Linked DNA regions of Anser cygnoides: region 1 is linked to region 2. Evidence: chromatin contacts called from public Hi-C data. All regions are on one chromosome and are shown on one strand. Each heading gives the region's core, a stretch centred on a gene start, on an enhancer-like site or on the middle of the called end of the contact. The rest is flanking DNA. Distances are from core to core; before and after follow the strand shown. Region 1 holds the start of CAMKK2 (calcium/calmodulin dependent protein kinase kinase 2). Region 2 holds the start of ALDH2 (aldehyde dehydrogenase 2 family member).

Region 1 (2,700 bases), core at 143-2,642, 840 kb after region 2:
GGTGTCCCCTTAATAAATGCGTTCAAGTGACGCATTTGAAGATGAGATTTGTTTGTTTTCCTCTTTTTTTTTTTTTTACAAATGTCTTTTTACTATATTCAGTCATTTGTGTTTCAGAGTAATTGCCAATAAATCATGGTCTTCTATGGAACATGCTTGTATTTTGTTTGCAGTGACTTAGGGGGAGGCAAGGGTTTCCACCCATTTTGCTTTTATTCTGTACTTGAAATTAAGAATTGAATGAGGGGAAGAAAGAAAAAACTCTTGACTGCGTTACAAACGTGCTGAGGGGAGCACCGCTGTCATGATGAAATATCTCAGTGCCGTTTTCAGAATCAGTGCTGTTTTTATGAACACTGGGGTACAAAACTAGTGAAAAACGTAGGTGAGGCTTCTTTGTGCTCAGTTTAAGTGGTACAGAATGGGGAGTCTCATGTAAAATGCTTCTCTTTCCTTGTGTTTAACCTGTCTACAGGCTGTGTTAGTCTGGGGACATGGATGGTGCTGGCAGAAGGGGAAAACAGGGTTCAGTTGGAAGGGTTTAATGGTACAAAGTCCCGGCACTGTTGCGTTAGGCGCGTCCTTGTGCAAAGAGTGGCTCAGAAAAGTAAAACGTGCAAACAAGAGCCTTAGCTCAGCTGAACTACGTTTACCGTGTGTGTTCCTCCTTAGGTGCTGGCTGTAACTTACGTGCGCCGGTTTTATCTGTGGATGAACGAGGACCGCAACTAACCCAGTATCTGATGCGTTGCCATTGACTGTAAGCACTTAGATCCTTGTTTGGGGAAAAAACAATTCGGGTGCCACGTGGGATTTCACGGGCAGGTGGGGTTGCGCCGGTGTGAGTGCAAACACGCGTGCTGGGTGAACCCTGAGCACAGGGCTGCTGGTCTGTTCTCCCGCTCAATCCTTTCCCCCCACTGCCGTACAAAAGCTGAACCTCATCAGAGTACAGAACCTCCGAGGAGGACAGGTACCGTGCCAGGAAGCGCTCCCCTAAGCCGTGGGGCTGGTAGCGATGAGAAAGCAACTTTGGGACCAAAGCTGCCTCTGCTGGAGCCCTGCCAGGTGAGGCAGGAGGATAATAATAATAATAATTATTATTATTAATCTAGCCGTATTTATTAATGTGAAAAGTGTCCCGGGCTCCCCGAGGGATGCTGGGGCCCCTCGGGCCGAGCCCCGCCTGCAACCTCCACATGGGGGACAGGGGAGGCCGAGCTGGGGACCCCCCCCAAATATAAAATAAAATAAAAATATCTATCCCCCCCCCTCCGTGCCCCCAGGGCCCGGCTGCCGGCGGTGGGGGGCGGGCAGGCTGCGGCTGCCCGAGGGGGGGGGGGGCGGGAGGGGGAAACCTCCCCTTCCCCGGGGCGGAGCGGGGCCTCCCCCCCGCCTCCCCGCCAGCCTCCAGCCTCCATCCCAGCCTCCGTGCCCGGCTGCCTCCCTGCCTCCCTCCCGCCTTCTCTCGCCGCCGGAACGGAACCGAAAGCAAAGGCGGCGCCGGGCGGCCCCGCTCCGGCCCCCGGGGGCCGCGCCCTTCCCCGCGGCCCGGCCCGGTACGGCCCGGCCCGGCCCGGCTCGGCTCGGTACGGCCCGGTCAGGTCGGTGCCTGCGGGCGGGGCGGGGGCGGGGGGGTTGCGGCTGAAGCCGAGACAAAGCCGAGCCCGGTGGGGACGCCCCGGTAGCAGATCCGGCCTGCGCGCGGCTCCGCCGTTATTTTATTTATTTTATTTTATTATTATTATTTATTTTGTTTTTTTTTTGGGGGGGGTGGGGGGTAGGAGCGATGTTGGCACTGCCCCATCCCGGGCTGCGGGGCCCCGGGGCGTGCGGGGGTCTCGGTGGCAGCCGGCGGCATCCTGGGGGGGGGGGGGGGTGGTGTCGGAGCTGGGGTTGGAGGCTGGGGGCAGAGGGGAGGCCACTGCGGGGGGGTCCGGGGGCGTTTGGCGTTACCCTGGGCTTCCCTTGAGCCTGTAGGGTTCATGCAGAGAGCGGCGAGGCTTGCTTCACCTTTGGGACCAAGTTCCCGTCCCGCTCGCAGCGTGGGCGCTGCCACCCCCAGGGGAGCCCTGCGGCTCCGCGCCCCCCAGGGCTGGGGGTCCCAGCCCCTCCTGGCCCCCCATCACGATCCCTTGGGGTGGGCGCAGGGCTTGGGTCGGGGCAGAAGGACGGAGCCTGCTCCAGGGAGCGCTGGCATCGGATGGACCAGGGGCAGGCGGCCTTTACGAGGCCGGGGACGTAATTCTGGGGGGAGGTTTTGTGTCCAGCTCGGCCCCAATGTCTTTAATTGGTGTTGGCAGCGTGCGGGGCCATAGGGCGAGGGGCTCTGAGCCCATCCTGACGCCAGGTCTGACACTTGCACTCTCATTTTGGGATGCTCATCGTGTCCCATTGAAGCAACGTTAGGCGGTATCATCGCTGTTAAAAAAAAAAAACTCGTTAAAGATGCTCTTTTCTTCCAGTTGGAACCTGCCGCTGGGTTTTCTGCCCCCACGGTGCTCCCGGCCAGCCTTGGTGGTTTCCTCCCCAGCTCGTCCCATCCCGGGCCGGGCCGGGGCGATGAGAAGCCTGGGGACACCCGGCCTCGGCTGGGGGCTGGGTGCCTCTTTCCAGTACCTCGTTATTTTGGGTGTCCTCCGACTTCTGAAGAAGCCGCTGAGAGATTTTTTCCATTAAAAGTCAGGCGGGGATGCATAT
Region 2 (2,700 bases), core at 81-2,580:
CTGCTCCTCCCAGCACAGGCTCCACTCCACACCACGTCTGTTCCTCCCCACCCTTTCCAGTCCCAGCTTGCCGCTGGGAAGAGGCAAAGCCGGGGGGTTTTGTGAGAGCAGTGCTCGGGCAGGACAGCAGCAGCACTGGACGCAGCATTGGTGCAGGTCAGCCGCTCCGCAATCCCTGCGTGCTGCAAACAAACAGATCTCAGAGGGAATATTTACCTTATCGCCCTCGGCAACCTGGCAGATAACTTCTCCTGTCGCTGGGTTGATAGTTGGGAAGGTTTTTTTACTGACCGCATCGTGCCACTCGTTGTTTATGAAAATCTGCAAGGAAGAAAGCGAAGCAGTGTCACGCCTCGGAGCCAGACCTAGGAGGAATCGCTACGAGCTGTATTTGTTTGCTGGCTGCTTAGCAGGCTGTTTAATTCCAGGGACTCAGCTTGCGGGGGGCTCCAAAACCACGCGGATCTGAAGGCGATTTTCTGGCCTAGGCAGCCCAGCAGCCGCCAGCCGACAAAAAGGAGCCGCACCGCGGCGGCTCCCCTCTCACCTGGTCCTTCCGAAGCCCCGGGGAGCCTCGGGAGAGGGGGGAAAACGCCCCGGGCGCCGGCGCCGCGCCCCGTTTCACCCGCGGGGCTGGGGCTGCATCGCCCCGGCAGCGGGTGTCGGGCAGCCCGGCGGCCTGCGGGGACCTGCGGGCACGGCCGGGGCCGGGGCAGCGGGGCCGGGGCAGCGGGGCCGGGGCAGCGGGGCCGGGGCAGCGGGGCCGGGGCAGCGGGGCCGGCCCGGGGCGGGTCCCGCTCTCGCCGAGCTCCAGGCCACGGCCGCGGGGAAGGAGCGCCCGGCCCGCGTCGCGACAGCCGCCCGTGTCGGATCACCCACCCATATCGGGACACACACCCACCCACCCGCGTCGGGACGCCGGCCCAGCCATGTCGGGACACCCGCCTACGTCGGGACAGCCCCCAGCCGTGTCGGGACACCCACCCAGCCATACCGGGACACCCGCCTGCGTCGTGACAGCCTCCCGCGTCGGGACACCCCCCACCCATACCGTGACACCCCGAGCCGCGTCGGGACAGCCCCCCCGCTTATCCCCCCGGCCATCTCGCCCCGCGCAGCCCTTGCCGCCGCCCCCCCCCGGGGCCGGCCCTACCTTCTTGTAGGCGATGTCGGGGCGCGGGTTGGGAGCGGGGATGGGCGAGGCGGCGGCGGCGGCGGCCGAGAGCGGAGCCCCGGGGCGGGCCGGGCCCCGGCAGAGCCGGGGGGAGCGCAGCGCCAGCCGCAGCATCGCCGCACCGACAGCACGGCGCCGCCACCCGCGCCACGCCCCCCCCGCCGCGCCACGCCCCTTTTCGCGTGGCCACGCCCCCTTTCCGCGTGGCCACGCCCCCCGCGCGGCTTAGCGCCACGCCCCCGCCATTCATCACCGCGCTCCCTTCCATTCATAACCACGCCCCCGCCGCTCGTGACCACGCCCCCGCCGCTCATCGCCACGCCCCCCTCCATTCATAACCACGCCCCCCGCCTCGCTTCGCCCCGCCCACCCGCGTGCCCGCACGGGCAGCCCGAGGCTGGCAGCGCCGCTGCTGCCCCGAGGTTGTGCCGGCCCCGAGCCCGTTCCCCCCGGGGGCTCAGCGCCTCCGACCCGGCCCCGTTCGTGGCGTTCGCCCCGCGGGCACCGAGGGGACGCCCCCCGGGGAGCCCCAGCCTCCGAGGCTCAGCCCGGGATCCCGCTTGCCAGCGGGACGAGGCGGCCGGAGGCGCCAAGGCGGCTGCAGGCTCCCGGAGTCCCCCCTCCTTCGGGGCCGAACGCCTGCGGGAGGTCGGGTTTCATCCTGCGGCTCCAGAAGGCGCAGCTCAGGTTACAGGGCTCCCCGGCAGCCCCACGGTCCCGGCGCTGAGCAGCCAGCACGGCCGTCCCGGGGCCCTCCCGCAGCACCCCTCGTTCCCCTGGCAGCAGGGGCGCTGAGATAACGAGGTTTTGCGGGCCTGGGCTGCGAGAGCGCTCCTGTGCCGGAGGAGCCAGCGCCAGGCGTCGCCACCCACATCACTGCAAGGACCCCGCCGCATCCCACCATCCCCAGCGGAGTTTCCAGTGGGAGCAAAACGGGCGGAGGATACCGAAGAGACGACCTTGTTAAGCCGGTGAATGCCAAGAATTACGCCCAGCACTTCAATATTGAATTAATACCAGAGAACACGTGAAGAGCCCAGGAATCACCACGATCACAAGCCCCCAGTCCTCCCTGCTGCTGCTCCGTGTGGGGCACTGGAAGCCCCCCGCTGATCTGCATCGCCCCAGGGAAACCCAGAGAGACCCACTGCAGCCCCGGGGCCGTGGAGTCCTCCCAGTTCCTCCCAGTTCCTCCCAGTTCCAGGGGCCTCAGCTCCAGGGACTCCCCAGAAGCCAGAGTCCTCCAGGACCTGACCCAGTTCCCCCACCACGGGAGTCCCAGCACCCACGGGGTGCTGGGGATGTGCTGAAGGCGAGAGGCTCTGCTCCATCTCCTTCATTCCCAAACCCGGCCCGGCTCTCCCCGCTGCAAGGCTCGTGCCTGCAGCCTCATGACCCAGGGATGGAATTTGCCCCACAGCTATTGATCCAGATGACAGCAAACACCACGGAAATTCAAAAGCTCGCAGGCTGCAGATACCGTGACCCCTCCCACGCCAGAGGGGCTGGTTTAGCCTCACACCCAA

What was found. A called contact is a pair of places that touch in the nucleus more often than the background predicts.
Region 1: a contact with region 2 is called in a Hi-C map of liver, with 1.7 times the contacts expected there. The contact joins the promoter of CAMKK2 here to the promoter of ALDH2 in region 2. A contact is called at or near these places in 2 of 7 Hi-C or Micro-C datasets (both in liver).

Annotation. Positions count from the first base shown.
Region 1 is chr17:3,141,884-3,144,583 of Taihu_goose_T2T_genome, forward strand. CAMKK2 (calcium/calmodulin dependent protein kinase kinase 2) reads left to right here and starts at 1,393. Exons shown (of 18, transcript XR_010825537.1): 1 at 1,393-1,604. The region is part of intron 1 of RNF34 (ring finger protein 34); the gene reads right to left. ANAPC5 (anaphase promoting complex subunit 5) reads left to right here. Exons shown (of 17, transcript XM_048073818.2): 17 at 1-151. The coding sequence ends at 30.
Region 2 is chr17:2,299,753-2,302,452 of Taihu_goose_T2T_genome, forward strand. ALDH2 (aldehyde dehydrogenase 2 family member) reads right to left here and starts at 1,331. Exons shown (of 13, transcript XM_048073999.2): 1 at 1,154-1,331; 2 at 217-321. The coding sequence starts at 1,288. ACAD10 (acyl-CoA dehydrogenase family member 10) reads right to left here. Exons shown (of 14, transcript XM_066979354.1): 14 at 2,160-2,700.